2 separate regions of the Triticum aestivum genome follow, and region 2 is linked to region 1. Evidence: chromatin contacts called from public Hi-C data. All regions are on one chromosome and are shown on one strand. The core of a region is the stretch at or near the end of the contact, and the rest is flanking DNA. Distances in the headings are between cores, read along the strand shown. Region 1 holds the start of LOC123080433 (thiamine pyrophosphokinase 1). Region 2 holds the start of LOC123075355 (protein LURP-one-related 11-like).

Evidence for each region. A called contact is a pair of places that touch in the nucleus more often than the background predicts.
Region 2: a Hi-C map of leaf shows a contact between it and region 1, with 2.4 times the contacts expected there. The contact joins the promoter of LOC123075355 here to the promoter of LOC123080433 in region 1. A contact is called at or near these places in 2 of 5 Hi-C or Micro-C datasets (both in leaf).

Annotation. Positions count from the first base shown.
Region 1 is chr3D:552,752,253-552,755,784 of IWGSC CS RefSeq v2.1, forward strand. LOC123080433 (thiamine pyrophosphokinase 1) reads right to left here and starts at 2,016. Exons shown (of 6, transcript XM_044503359.1): 1 at 1,589-2,016; 2 at 1,353-1,449; 3 at 447-519. The coding sequence starts at 1,751.
Region 2 is chr3D:553,172,823-553,176,059 of IWGSC CS RefSeq v2.1, forward strand. LOC123075355 (protein LURP-one-related 11-like) reads right to left here and starts at 1,728. Exons shown (of 1, transcript XM_044497983.1): 1 at 852-1,728. The coding sequence starts at 1,660. The coding sequence ends at 1,070.

The DNA.
Region 1 (3,532 bases), core at 766-3,265:
AAAAAATACAATAAAACAAGGCATCGCTCCTTTCACGGCTAGGGTTACAACTGGCCATGCCAATTTAATCAACACTGAAATAGTACTTGCATTTACCAGGACAAGCATACCAAAAATACTGGTATAGAAACAAAAGCCTACTAAAAAATACAATAAAACAAGGCATCGCTCCCTTCCTGGTTTTCTAGGACAATTTGGACAACTTAATCAATGTAATTATTTCAGCAGTTTACCAGGACAGTCCAAAAGAGAATCACAAACATATTCATGTGGACCAAGATGGCCAATAAATGATATCTTTCTGCCTGCTTGTTTTTTGCTACGCATGATATCTTTCTCCCTAACATAGTAGAAACTGCCCTGGACAGGTGTTGCATACAATATTATTTTTGGTTCAGCATCTCATTTTCAGCAAGGTATGATAGAAGGAGTTTTAAATTAGTTACCAAACTGGAATAGTATTCCTTCACTTCTGGCCTTACAGAATCCATATCTCCTTCGATTGCATCGGGCTTGTACCTGCAGGAAGGTAAGGACAAATTAATGAATGAAATCGTCACATACAGACAACCAGCAAAGAAATCTGTCTTAAACCTACCTCCCAACTACCAATAAATAGGTTTTAAAATCTCTTCCCAACTACTATCTGGCATGGCGAAGAACTAAATGTGTTCATTGATACAGTATAAATAAATTATTCAAAATGCGATGCATACTATATCGCTGTTGTATGATTAATCTGCCAAGCCCTCTGGTGGCACCTTAGGTAAACTTGAGAACATTTTTCCTTCATATAAACAACTCTTGAGCATTACATAGATAACCCAAGCAGAGTTGAACTTTGTACTGATAGAGTATGTTTCAAGAAGAATAACAAGTGAAAATGCGTATCAGCCATTCAAAAATGACAGAGACTGACAGTTGTTTAGCTGAAGTAGTTGATTCGTCTCGTCTCAAGAAAACTCTGAATTTGTGGCCGAGCACATGCAGGCAAGGCATATAAGGGGTAACTTGGAGTTTTTGACTAAACACATACCGTACCAAATATAGCGTACAATGTATTGCGAAAACAAACAAGGCAGATGCTGAGAAGGACCATGCCAAAATAGGTCAACCAAAGGCTCGTCAGAACTCATTGGCATGCCAGCGTTTATGCTTGCACGCAACAGCACAGGCATACAAACCAAAAGGAATTTTATTTTATTTTACAGCTATCTCAGACGCATTCCAACAAGCACGTGATGGGCATTGATCCGCGGAGAGGCAGAGTCAACCAGGAACAGGTGGGAAGCGTAGGCACGCAGCTATCAGGCTAAAGAAAAAGCAAGGCAGAGAAGACTTTGATTAATCACCTGACGCGGACCTCGTCGGGGTCCTCGCCGGGGAGCAGGTCCGGCATGCCGTCGAAGACCCTGTTTGCGCCGCCGTCCGCGCACACCCGCAGCCGCGCTGCGCACGGGACGACACAGGAACAGCGTCAGTTTAGCACACGACAGAGAGGCGAAGCCATCAGGACAGTAATGAGAAGAGGCCGCAGCGTTGGGGAGGAGAGAGAGGGAGGGGCGCATTGGTTGGGCTGGTTGGTTACCTCGGGTCCAGAGCAGGGGCGCGAAGCGCGGGAGGCGCTGGTTGAGGACGACGACGGCGTAGGAGACCGCGTTCTCGGCGTCGGCGCCGGTCGGAGGAGCAGGCGGGGAAGGGGACGGGAGGAGGAAGGAGGAGGAGTGGGTCATCGTCGGGAGCGGCGGCATGGTGGCGGCGGCTGCCGGTGAGACGCGGGAGGTGAGAGGTGGCGTGGCGGGGAGGGCGGGGCCGGTGGGGGACTGGGACAGGGGAGGAGAGAAGAGAATAGTAGGATATGCGAAAGGAAAAGAGCTGGCGTAGGTCGCGCGGACAAAAGGAAGGGTTTTAACGAACGAACACGAACGAGAAGGAGAGATCGTGTGGCGGATGGCGCGTAGCCGGTCCTCTGGACTGGAGCCGACGGAAGTCGTTGGCGGACGGTGGTACTCGTACGACCGGCGGGCCGGCGTTGATCAGCAGCGCCGCAGAAGAGGAATCGGGGATCTTTCTCTTTCTCGTGACAGCGAAGGGAAGGGGTTCAACTTCAAGGCCAGGCCCGTCCAAGGCAGACCCCCAAGCCAAAACTGGTAGTTGGCCGCGTGCCCGCTCTGTTCAAGGAAGGAAGGAAGGAAAAAACGTTGAGACGCGCCAGCCAGCCAGCCAACTGAGGCTGACTGACGACAAGGCCGTCAGCGTTGGCGTGTGGACCATACCATACTATAAAATGTACTACTTCCTTCGTCTCAAAATCAAAATATATAATAAGACCATTATTAATATATGAGAGCATCTACAGCTGGACCTACCATACCCGACCCTCTAACGTCCACAGACATATGATTCATGAATCCTCAAATGCCTGCGTCCACAACCGGGCACCCCGTTAGCAAATCTTCAAACCCACATAGTTACATGCGGCGTAAACTAACTCAAGTAATACTTCTCGATCCCACACACGACGTCCGACTACTTCATCATGCATGCCATCGGACAATCAAAAATTGACATATGCCCTGCTAGTTTATACTTCCTCCGTTTCTAAATATAAATCTTTTTAGATATTTCAATACAGGCTAAACTCTAAAAAGACTCTAAAATACATCCATATGTAGTTCTATTGGAATCTCTAAAAAGACTTATATTTAGGAACAGAGGGAGTACAAGCCATCGGACTACCGAAAATTGGCATCTTCAACAAACTAGAGCTATGGCGAAAGTTCATCCATGACGACCCTTGCCCTTGTCGTTTTGTCGTGGAAGTAGCAGTCGAATACGCAAAATAGATTGAGTCGGATCTACTCACTATCGGAGCTGTCCGACCCGTCACTGGCTTCCTCCTTCTCCTCTTTGGGGAGCAGTCCTGCCTTGGCATAGATCGCCCGTCTTTGGCCCCTTGCAAGGGCGTGCACCGTTGTCGATGATGCGTGCACGGAGGGCTTCATTGTCCAAGGCGGTGTGCGACTCCGCCTGCGCAACCTCGCCCTCGAGGCCTGGCACATTGTCATGCACCCTCTTCCTCGCACTGCAGGCACGTCACACGTTTACAGCGGACGGGCCGTGAGACATGCCGGCATTGACCTCTGACTAAGAGCCCAACGCACGGGGACAAGGCGATGTCAAAGGCATTGCGCCGCAAACCTAGAGTCACAGTGTCGGATGGTGGTCGTCGTGTCCGGTGAGGGCGTCGTCATGCGCCACGAGCCACCAGCCCCACCAGATCCAAGCACCATCTACGTGAACGCAATGGATTCCCGCTACATCGAGTCCAACCGCGATCGGGCGCACTCCCGGGAGCGGCGGAGAGCCATGCGAACGTTCATGTCCTCCTCATCCCCACATGGTACGAAGTCCCAGTCGACGGATCGGGAGATCTCAAAGTCAGATCCGCTGCCCGCCATGCCAGAGAAGCCCGGAAAGGAGCTTAGGTGCGGAGTGGAGTGGCTAGGGTTCGCCCGGGACGCGGATGGGG
Region 2 (3,237 bases), core at 478-2,977, 420 kb after region 1:
AATTCTGGATGCAACTGTCAGGTATGTTATGGAAAGTGTGAGCTGCTACAAAATGAAGATGGCGCATAATCAACCAGGTCTTTTTTTATTGTTAAAAAATATCAGCAAAAATCTTGATGAAAAGGACGAGCCAGATTGGTGGTTTGAGAAGGTCAAACTAGACGTGGAGTTGTATTTCAGGTCCACTGACAGCCGAGTGTGATGTTGCTCATCATGTGGCCAGGCACCGCCAAGGGCAAATGGGCTCAATTTTTTCTTTTTCTCCGGTTATAGGCTCAAGTTCATATTGGCCACCACTTGTCACGTATTGTACATCTCAGCCCCGTGAATTATTGCAACCTTTTGGGAGGGAGGGAGAGAGACGGTCTGCTGCTCGCCTGCTCTTTTTCAAGCCGGCAGCTATCTCCGTCGCCGCCTATGCGTACTGGTCTTCCGCTTGTTGTACACACTTTGTACTCCGGTTTCCTCGATAAATTGACTGAGTTTAATAAGGCTGGCAGTGGCACAGACGTCGTTTTGGTAGGCTGATGTTGACGCGCGCTCTTTCTTTCTTCTTTGCGTTGAAGTTGTGGTGTGCCCAACTCAACTTTCTTCTTCGTGCTAGCCATTCTCAGTGCGATAACTGCTGCTTGCTGTGTATGCCAGTGAGTAGTGACTGGCTAACGTTTTTGTGTGTATCAGCCTCTTCTCCAAGAGGCCGATGTAGAAACATTTTTGATGCCTCTCAATTTATTCTGTGTGGGATCATAAAGTCTTAAATTGGAGTCTCATAGGCTAACATTTGTGTTTCATTGTACAACTAAACTAAGTACTCCCACAAACTGAGGATAACACATAGACAACCTGGAAACCGAACACATCCAAAGATTTATACAATCACCGTGTAACCTTGTTTCATTGTGTTGAAACTATGGTCGTGAAAAACCCTTTGAGAAAGGGGGAAAAGTCATACACCAAAAAGAGTCACCATGCCAATCGGCATGGGAAAAAACTTGATGAATTGTTCGTCAGAAAAAAACGTTGCTTCCTACAGAGACCTGAACCTGAACTAGAAGAAGAGGGTCACAACTCACAAGGAGCGGTTGATGAGGCCACGCACGACGACCAAGCCCAGGGCGAGCAGCTGATCCATTTCCGGCGCCACCGTCAGCGTCAGCACGTCCTCCCCCAGCACCACCCCCGCCGCCGTCTGCTTCCGCGCCACCTCCGCCACGACCGAGCCATCTACACCGCTCACTCTGTACTCAGGCTTGCGCGCACAGCCCCCGTCGATCCTGTAGCAGGTCGCTGCGCCGCCGTGCATCGCCACGGCGGCCCCGCCCTTCTTGGCCCGCCGAACGCTGAACCACGCCGTCGCCTCCTCCCCCTCCTCATACCGGCAGACCTCCCATCTCCTGAACATGCCGAAGCCCTTGCGCCTGAACCTGATGAGGGCGTTGCCGGCGCGGTCCATGAGGAGGACCTCGCGGCCGCCCCTGCAGCCGTAGTTGTCGACGCGGAAGGCGACGCTGCCGTCGGGGCCGTAGACCGCGCAGCCGTTGCCGTTGAACACCAGCGACTTCATCCACACCGTGTATGCCTGCCTGGCCCGCTGGCCCTGGAGGTGATCATCGGAGGACGACGGCGAGGGGGGCGCAGGGAGGGGCTGGATCTTGGCCATTGAAGAGAGAACGAAGAAGAAGAAGATTGCTCTGCTCGGCTCCGCTCGGCCCTGCTCTGCTGCTGCTGTTTGGCCTATTTATTCAGGGTCTGGATTTTGTTAATGGCAGTGTTGTGAGCGTCACACCTTGGGATAGAATAGTGCGGCACCAAAGTTGTTTATGCTCCATCTAGTCATCTACTAGTACTGTAGTACGAATCAGCATGCGATTAGCACCACGTTTGGTGATTCATCAAGAGTTGAAACATGGATATATAATTAAAACCACAATGTAATGCAATGCTCAACATGTGTGAGATCAAGTTTAAAAATGGATGATCGAAACGTACTATTTCGACCCATATATGTCAAAAAATAGATTGTTTTGTTTTGGCGAGTAGAAAGAAAGCAGGCATGTAGCCATGTACGTTAGCTGCCTGAAGGAAGGATAAGTACTTGCACCTAATCGATTAATTAAGCATTCGGGCCAGTTCGGTTTTCTCTCGTTTTCCATTAAGTGTTCATGACCGTGGGGCGACAAACTTGAGTCGTTGTGTCCCCCCCTTGTCTCATGTCAGGCCCTCAACTTTGTTTTGTCTATAACAACATCACTTTATGTACGCACATTGCAGAATTGAACAAAGTTTTTCTTTTCTTTTCTTTTTCAGTAAGCAGAACTGCTTGAGAATAAGAAGCTGTGATTTTTTATTTTACTCACGCTCTTGCTGGATTAGTGAAATCCGCCACCAGCTCTGACAGAAAAAGGATATGCAGCGTGAACTATATAAAACTGAGATCGAATTCTGAAGAATCGGCTACCACCTAACTAATTAGCTTCAAACTCACAAGGAAAATGCTGCCGGACCATACCAATTCACCGAGTTAGAAACCGGACCTGTTAAACAAAGCAAGGCCTTCCACAAAACCGGGAGGTTGGGAGGGAAGCTTGTGCAGACCAGCAACTACAACTCTGCTAATAATGCAGCGTAAACTATATCGTCGCAACGGGAGATCTCCATATTATTCTTCCGAGCGCGCAAAATCCGTGTGCACACACGATTTTTTTTTGAAATGGAGGAGGACCCCGGCCTCTGCATGTGAACGATGCATGCAGCCACTTTATTAATTATTCACACAAAACCTTACAAAGTCATACAACAGTAAGACTGAAGCCACCGTCTAGGCAACAAAAGTGTCACTACTCCTATCCAAGAGATGAAGGGATGCTGATAGTCTGGGCCTAATACCAAACAGACCTCGCAGCCAAACCTAACATCTATGACCTGAGGTCCCATCCAGGACGCCTGCCGGGTATGGGCCACCTACCAGTCCGGTGCACTCCTCAACCAGGACGCCTGCCGGGTCTGAGGCCGCCACAGCCACCTGCCACCAATCCATCTTCAGAGCTGTACTGCTGCATCTACCTTGCCCCGTCTAGCTGCCGTCGACGCCACCACGACGCCAGACCGCGTCACCCTCCTGCGCGAGTCCATCTCTGCGCATCGGACGCAGAGTCACCACGGCGCCATGCCGCCGAGACCCGCCGCCATCAATGAGTGAGATGCTGCACCGCTCCACCAAAGAATCCGTCCTCTCGT